Regions from separate parts of the Mus musculus genome. Here region 2 is linked to region 1. The links are chromatin contacts, called in public promoter capture Hi-C maps. All regions are on one chromosome and are shown on one strand. The core of a region is the stretch at or near the end of the contact, and the rest is flanking DNA. Distances in the headings are between cores, read along the strand shown. Region 1 has its middle 25 kb from the start of Nemp2. Region 2 holds the start of Pms1 (PMS1 homolog 1, mismatch repair system component).

What was found. Promoter capture Hi-C pulls out the DNA fragments that hold promoters and counts their contacts.
Region 2: a promoter capture Hi-C map of pre-B cells shows a contact between it and region 1, with 5 times the contacts expected there. The contact joins the promoter of Pms1 here to the enhancer-like site in region 1. A contact is called at or near these places in 4 of 39 promoter capture datasets (the C10 cell line, hippocampal neurons and pre-B cells), 4 of 115 datasets of contacts at active chromatin or transcription factors (astrocytes, forebrain, large pre-B cells and 1 more) and 2 of 9 other capture datasets (adipose tissue and liver).

Annotation. Positions count from the first base shown.
Region 1 is chr1:52,653,360-52,657,203 of GRCm38.p6, forward strand. It overlaps a transcript of Mfsd6 not described here. Among named protein-coding and RNA genes, the nearest start is that of Nemp2, 25 kb to the left of the region's middle. Within about 2 kb of position 2,097, at least 81 of the 459 cell types and tissues checked have an H3K27ac peak or open chromatin away from gene starts, as enhancers often do. A contact at or near this core is called in memory CD8 T cells and pre-B cells, where this site is marked.
Region 2 is chr1:53,295,082-53,298,925 of GRCm38.p6, forward strand. Pms1 (PMS1 homolog 1, mismatch repair system component) reads right to left here and starts at 1,947. Exons shown (of 13, transcript NM_153556.2): 1 at 1,805-1,947. Ormdl1 (ORM1-like 1 (S. cerevisiae)) reads left to right here and starts at 2,014. Exons shown (of 4, transcript NM_145517.4): 1 at 2,014-2,107.

The sequences.
Region 1 (3,844 bases), core at 847-3,346:
ATGCACTGAAGGATGTCTGGATGGGAAATCACCCTTTCCCTCTCCAGTAATCATCTCTCATAATCATACTCTCACCTTCACAGAGTCACCTAACTTGGATCCAAGTGCTCTTGCAGAACTTAAGGAAGTAAAGGCCCCCAGACTTCCCATAAGTGATGTCTTGCATGACAGTTTGCATCACAGGAAGTGGTTTAAAGATAGAAACCCACAAAAATAACAGGAAGTAACAATCACTTTTCCTTAACATCTCTTAACATCAGTGGACTCAGTTCCCCAATAGAAAGACATTGATTAACAGACTGGCTACGTAAACAGGACCCAGCATTTTGCTGCATACAGGAAATGTACCTCAGTGACAAAGACAGAGACTACCTCAGAGTAAAAGGTTGGAAAACATTTTTCTAAGCAAGTGGTCCCAAGAAACAAGCTGGAGTAGCCATTCTAATATCCAATAAAATCAACTTTCAACCAAAAGTTATCAAAAAAGATAAGGAAGGACACTTTATACTGGTCAAATGAAAAATCAACCAAGAAGAACTCTCAATTCTGAATATCTATGGTCCAAATGCAAGGGCACCCACATTCATAAAAGAAACTTTACTAAAGCTCAAAGCACACATTGTACCCCATACAATAATAGTGGGAGACTTCAACACCCCACTTTCAGGAATAGACAGATCAGGGAAACAGAAACTAAACAGAGACACTAACAGAACTTATTAACCAAACGGATCTAACAATATCTATAGAACATTTCATCCTAAAGCAAAAGAATATACCTTCTTCTCAGCACCTCATGGTACCTTCTCCAAAACTGACCATATAATCAGTCACAAAACAGGCCTCAACAGATACAAGAAGATTGAAATTATTCCATGCACACTATCAGATCACCACAGACTAAGGCTGGTCTTAAATATCAATAAAAACAACAGAAAGCACACATACACGTGGAAGCTGAACAATGCTCTACACAATGATAACTCAGTCAAGGAAGAAAAAAAGAAAAAAAATGAAACGCTTTTTAGAATTTAATGAAAATGAAGACACATCATACCAAAATTTATGGGACACAAGGAAAGCAGTTGTAAGAGGAAAACTCATAGCTCTAAGTTCTCCCAAAAGAAATTGGAGAGAGCTTACAGGAGCTTGACAGCACACCTGAAAGCTCTAGAACAAAAAGAAGCAAATACACCCTAGAGGAGTAGATGGCAGGAAATAATCAAACTCAGGGCTGAAATCAACCAAGTAGAAACAAAACCAACTCTACAGAGAATCAAAATCAGAAGCTGTTTTTTTGAGAAAAATCAACAAGGTAGATAAACCCTTAGCCAGACTAACCAGAGGGCACAAAGACAGTATCTAAATTAATAAAATCAGAAATGAAATACAACAAAATATATCTTAAAATGATTCTGTTTGTTGAATATTAACAGTTGAAAATACTAAAATCATGTTCTACAAACAATAAAGCCAACCAACCAAACAAAAAAAGATAGAAATCCTCAGAGACACAGTAGGTACATATCCACTGTAAGAGTCACAAGCAGCCCATAGCACTCATACTGGGACAACAAAAGTAGCCTACAATCTTGTCAGGACGTTTTATTGGTAAGGCTATTGCTTGGGATGCTGATTTAAGGTTTTAGAGAATGTCTAGAAATCAAGAATAGAAACAAACACACATAGGTTTCAGGCACACAGAACTCATGGCTTGGCTATTTATGTCTTGTACCACCGTGGACGCTTTCCCTCCCACTAGGATGGGAAGGTGGTAGGCAGGGCTCTGGTGTTAGCAAGAGTTGAGTCTGTGTCCTGGCTCTGACCATGATCCCATAACTTAGGCCCTATTCGCTTAAGAATCCTCATATTTTCAATGGGGAAGGTTATGTATACCAGGTAGGGCTTTTGAAAAACAAATGACCTAACCATGGATGAACTTCCCCTTTTGCAGCTGCTCTACTTAACTGATATGCCGAGAGGCATATTGCTTAGGAGTCCCATGAGCAAGCTGCAAATCCCCGGGAGTGCTAGCCACCTGCCTGCTTTCTGCCACTGCAACTTCCTGCCACTGCAACTTCCTGCCACTGCAACTTCCTGCCACTGCAACTTCCTGCCACTGCAAGCTCACTAGGACGATAAAGTAGCACTGTCCTATGACTCTGGCTCTTGAGCTGTGCTGGCCTTTGGCATGTACTATTACTCTGCTTTAAGAATAGTCTAGTTACAGAGACAAAATTTGGAGCTGTGACAAAAAAGATGGACCATCTAGTGATTGCCATATGCAGGGATCCATCCCATAATCAGCTTCCAAACGCTGACACCATTGCACACACTAGCAAAATTTTGCTAAAAGGACCCAGATATAGCTCTCTCTTGTGAGACTATGCCGGGGCCTAGCAAATACAGAAGTGGATGATCACAGTCAGCTAATGGATGGATCACAGGGCTCCCAATGGAGGAGCTAGAGAAAGTACCCAAGGAGCTAAAGGGAACTGCAACCCTATAGGTGGAACAACAATATGAACTAACCAGTACCCTGGAGCTCTTGTCTTTAGCTGCATATGTATCAAAAGATGGCCTAGTCAGCCATCACTGCAAAGAGAGGCCCATTGGACTTGCAAACTTTATATGCCCCAGTACAGGGGAACGCCAGGGCCAAAAAGGGGGAGTGGGTGGGTAAGGGGTTGGGGGGGTGGGTATGGGGGACCTTTGGGATAGCATTGAAAATGTAAACAAGGAAAATACCTAATTAAAAAAAAAGAATAGTCTAGTTAATAGCATCGAGCCAAGTTGGGTTCACACAGAACTCTAGGGTAGCATAACTTCCTGCAGGCAGAGAGGAGCAGGACAAATCACTATGGTAGTGATTCCTAGCCTCAGCTTTGACATCCCTGAGTATTTCTAAGGATCTCAAGAGAGGTTATAAAATTCTCAAATCAAGTTTAATTGGAATTCACTTTAATATTTTTCAAGTGACATATGGCACTGTAAGAACAGGAAGAAAAAGTCACAAAGTCCACAAACTCGTGAAGGTGTCAGCTCAAAAGGCTAGAAATTACTGCACTGTTGGATCGACGCTCACAGTAAACATTTTGTAACGAAGGCATATTGAATTTGGTGTCATTCATTACAGAGCAGAGGATGTTCTCTTGTTTGGTCACGTGTTTTTCATTTACGAAATATTTAAAAATGGTATTTACCTTTTATTTCAATACACCCACTGTGCATTTCCCAAACCAGCAGCTTTTCAAAGAAATCAACCAGAATTGTAAACACAAGATACAACGCTCTGATTCCCTACAGTCACTTTCACAATCCACATACTGTACATTCATAGGTGGGGCTCAGCCTGTCTCCCACTTCATTTCTGTAATTGCACGAGCATAATAAATACATCTGATTTTAAAGGTCACTTAAAATGAGCCTTGGGGGTTGACAGTGCAGTACCATTCAAGTGCAAAAGTAACCATCAGCTTAATTGTTCCCATCATTCCAAGCTGTGTTTTGTAGTGAAGCTAGGCATCCAGGTGTAGAATGTTTCCTCCCGAGGCAGGGGCAGGCAGAACGGTCACACAGAGGCCTTCACTGTACAGCTGATCCTGTCTCCTATGTTAGAGGCTAGGGTGAGCTTCCATTTCGAACCATTCTGGTGTCCATCCACAATATGACTGACCCCCATTCAACCACAGCAGCATCCCCCTTCCATATAGGCAGGCATCCCTTGGCTTCTTACAGCCTCTGCTTTCCTTCTAGGAGCAAGCTCTACATGCAGTCACCCAAGACACCCTCTATCTGGGGTGGTACCTGGTGTAGTTTGTAGCTCAAACCCAAAAGTTTTCAG
Region 2 (3,844 bases), core at 697-3,196, 640 kb after region 1:
ATGGAGCCATTTTCTCAATTGAGGCTCTTTCCTCTGATGACTCTAGCTTGTGTCAAGTTGACACATGAAAACAGCCAGTACATCCTCTGATCTAGTGTACCTCCTATCAATTTCTGGATTCCAGGGTCTTATTTATCTTCCTTCTAAATATCATACTTAGATGACCTAAAAGACAAGATAAATATTATTCTATCTCAGAATCGCTTTTTCTCTATGATTTGCTTGGTAATAAAATTAATAGCCAACATAGGAACTTCATGTACTATCTTTTATATTCCTCTACACACATTACACATCTATTACAATGGAATGGAAAATCTTGTTAACTTGCAGAAGATTACCATATTTCTAAGACATATGCATATTTTGGCTCAGAAGGCCACACCTCAATACTTTCCAAGCAAGCAAGTTAGAAATCTCAACAATACTGTAAGAATTCCCACCATATACATGGCACCTGCTCCTTCCTGAGTTTCTTAGAGCATTCTTCCTAATACCACTTCTGGTCAGCCCCTTAGTATTTCTCCTCTGAACGACTCCAATAACTACCAAATTGATATATGGATTTAAATATTTGTAAGTTGTTTCTATAATTAAAGTATCTTTGCTATCCTACTTTAAATTTTTAAGATTTTTCAACTGCTAAGTATGTTAAGTCCAAATTCCCTACTACCCTATCTCTCTAATTTCATCCCATTTTCCAAATGTACACACAGTACTAATCTGGTCACACTACAATGTGGCTCTCTTTACCTAGATGTGGTAGGATTTCCTGGGCCACATGACATTTTTCTGGGATGTCTTGTGTCAGTTCCCAAAACTCTTTTTCCATATTCCAATCTCCCAAGAGATTAGGCATCCCTTCGTTTTTTTAATTCAAACTCATAAATGGCTATTTTATTTATCTGTCCCTTCCTCTCTGGCTCATATTGCTTTGAGGGCAGTGAATGTATATTGAAAACATATTCAGGAATGTGGCATATTATTAAGGGGTGTGCACTTAAAGACCTCCTCTGAAAAGCCAGAGGGTTGATGTTCCAGCACACAACACATGGAGTGTGGGAAAAGAATTCATACCTAGTGAGGACAATCCTACTGTTGGAACAGTCCTAGTGTTAGAAAAGAAGTCATGTTTACTGAAGCCAATCAACAGTCCTGGAAGTATGCTGTGATCAGAAAGAGAAACTGATCTACAAAAGCAAAAAGATTAGAGAGCTTGGATTTTAGGGAGAAAACAGCAAATTTTACAACAGAATAAATCCAACCCAACCATCACACAGAACCAACACAAATAAAAGATACCTACACACACACACACACACACACACACACACACACGCACGCAAGCATTCTGTCAACTTTAAAATGTTTTTCAGAGTTATTTCTGAAATAAAACTCACAAAGTTTTATAAATACAAATCACCAAGGTTAAAAAAAAAAAAGTACTTTCAAAGATGATTTAGAAAGAGAATGGATTAATCAAATCTTTTTTTCCTCCCCTTCCTCATAGAGATGAACTTCTGGTATTCACATCTCTTCAGGATGTACACTGTCTTCATTGGGAATAACCACAAATTAATACCTTTTTGTGTGAGACAACGCACAGTGCTACAAGCCGCTACACTCTCTAGCAAGACAAAACTTTCCCACCTTGAACCCCAAGGGTCTGAGCTCCAACTACTGCCGAGCCAGCCCAGAGGCTTGAAACGCGTGCGCGCGAGCCCCGCAAATCCGCACCTAGCCCCGGGAGGCGCCTTCAGCCTCCCCGAGCATCACCGGGCACGCTCGTTCGCGGTGACACTACCTTCTAGCGCGCATTCACCACCCACAGCGGCAAGCACTCAGCAAACCCTGAGTTGCACGGCCTACTTCGCTGGACGTCCTTCGGACCGAAGCACGGCTGCGCTCAGCAGGACCCGCGCTCGCGCTCCTCTAAGGCCCGCCCACAGCAGGAAGTGGGATTGGCGCGGCTGGCAGCCAATCGGCTGCTCGCTAGAGCAGCTTGGCAGCCTTCCGGAAGCGGTGGGGCGCACCAGTAGCTCTAGCCAGAGGACCTACTGTGGCTGCCGCGGGAATTGTCCTGTGACCAGCCAGGAGCTGGCGGCCGGTAAGCTCGAAGGCTTCCTAGAGCTGCGGCACGGCCCAGAAGGCCTGCGGCAGAGCAGGTTCCTGCTGCCTCCGGGGCTCGCGCTGTGCACCCTAGGTGTCCGCAGGTGGTCGGCGCGCCGCGGAAGTGCAGCCGCGACTGGGGCGGTGGGTGTGCGCGGGCGGGGAGGGCCGGGTAGCGAAGCCTTTGCGGCACAACCTGCTGAGAAAGGGTTTCTAATCTAGCATAGGTGGCAATGTGAGGCTCTTTCCAGCGGGTTTGGGTTTTTAATTTTTTACGTTGTGTGGGATGTTCGAACTATTAAGCTTTAAAAGTGCATTATAGGTACTTGGTTATTATAGAAGCAAAATTTACGCGAGACTCTCCCTTAGTGTAACTTTCATCACTGCCTGTTCCATACATCTTGAGAAGCCGAAAGAACATTACACTCCAGAAACACTTGCGTAGCCGGGTGAAATTCCTTTCTTCAAACACTGCAATAGAAAGGATTTTAGGTATCTTTGAATAGAAGCTGAAATGTATTCTAGCGCATTTCCTTCTCTCAGACAACACCCATTTCAGTTTGATTGTAACAAAGTAAACTCTTAGGCCCCCCCAAAACTGTATGCTCACGACAATTGAGTACTAATACTAGAAATACTAATACTTAGTGTTTCTTCCTGAACATAAAAGGAGTAAGCGGGTGGGTGGGGGCGCGCGGAGGTAAATAAATAAATAAGTAGAGAGTTTGGCTAAAGAAATATTGAGAAAGATTCATGACTTTAACCTAGTTGTGGTACAAATTTGAACCCCTAACCCTATAAATTTTTCATTTTACATCAACAGCTTGTTATTTCTAGGTTCACTATTCAAATGGGGGCACACAGCCAGGCATTAGTGGCTTATACACTTGTAATCCCTCTACTCTACAGGAGGATACCTGTGAAAATGAGGACAGCCTGACCAACCTATACAGTGAAACCTTGTTTCAAGAGAGAGGGAGATCAAAGCAAAATGCTTTTGACCTCTGACTATGGCTAAAATGTTCCATTACATGTTAGCATCTTGCCACTCAGACTGGTTGAGCCAGTTCTGTCCCCCCACCCCCACACACACACATCTTTTTAAAATACTATTTTATTGGTGATTATTATATTTGACAAAACTAGCTCCACAGAGAAATAAAAGTAGTATGCGGAAAGCTCATAAAAGAAAACAAAAAGATGACCTGAAAATACAAAATGGGCTAGACTGCCACGGGAAGGGGAGTGGAGAGAGCAGGAGAGGGGATACACTAGAAACATGGTATAGGCATATATTGAAACATCGCAGTGAAACTGCTAACTTGAACAATTATATATTTAGCTCCTGGCTCTCACTCTGCTTACATTTTACATATATGTAATTTTTTCTTTTTTTAAAGAATTTTGAAATAGGGTATTGCTATTCGGCTAGGCTGACCTCAGATTTTGGCAATCCTCTTGAATGCTGGGATTACAGAACTGAACCAACACACCTGGATCCAGTTTGAGCTTTCTTTCCTATTATTCCATCTAGTTAAATTGACAGGCTAGAAAACAAGCTTTGGAAAAAGAAGCCATACAAATAAGCTTTGTCTACCTAACAGTAGTGACAGCCGGCACTGATAGTTTATTGCTTGCGCTGACCTCTGTAGAAGGCAGATTTTGGGGGTCTGTGTGTTCAGAGTGAGAAGGGGAGAAAATTGAAGTAACATTTTGTCATGTCAGAATGTGGGTG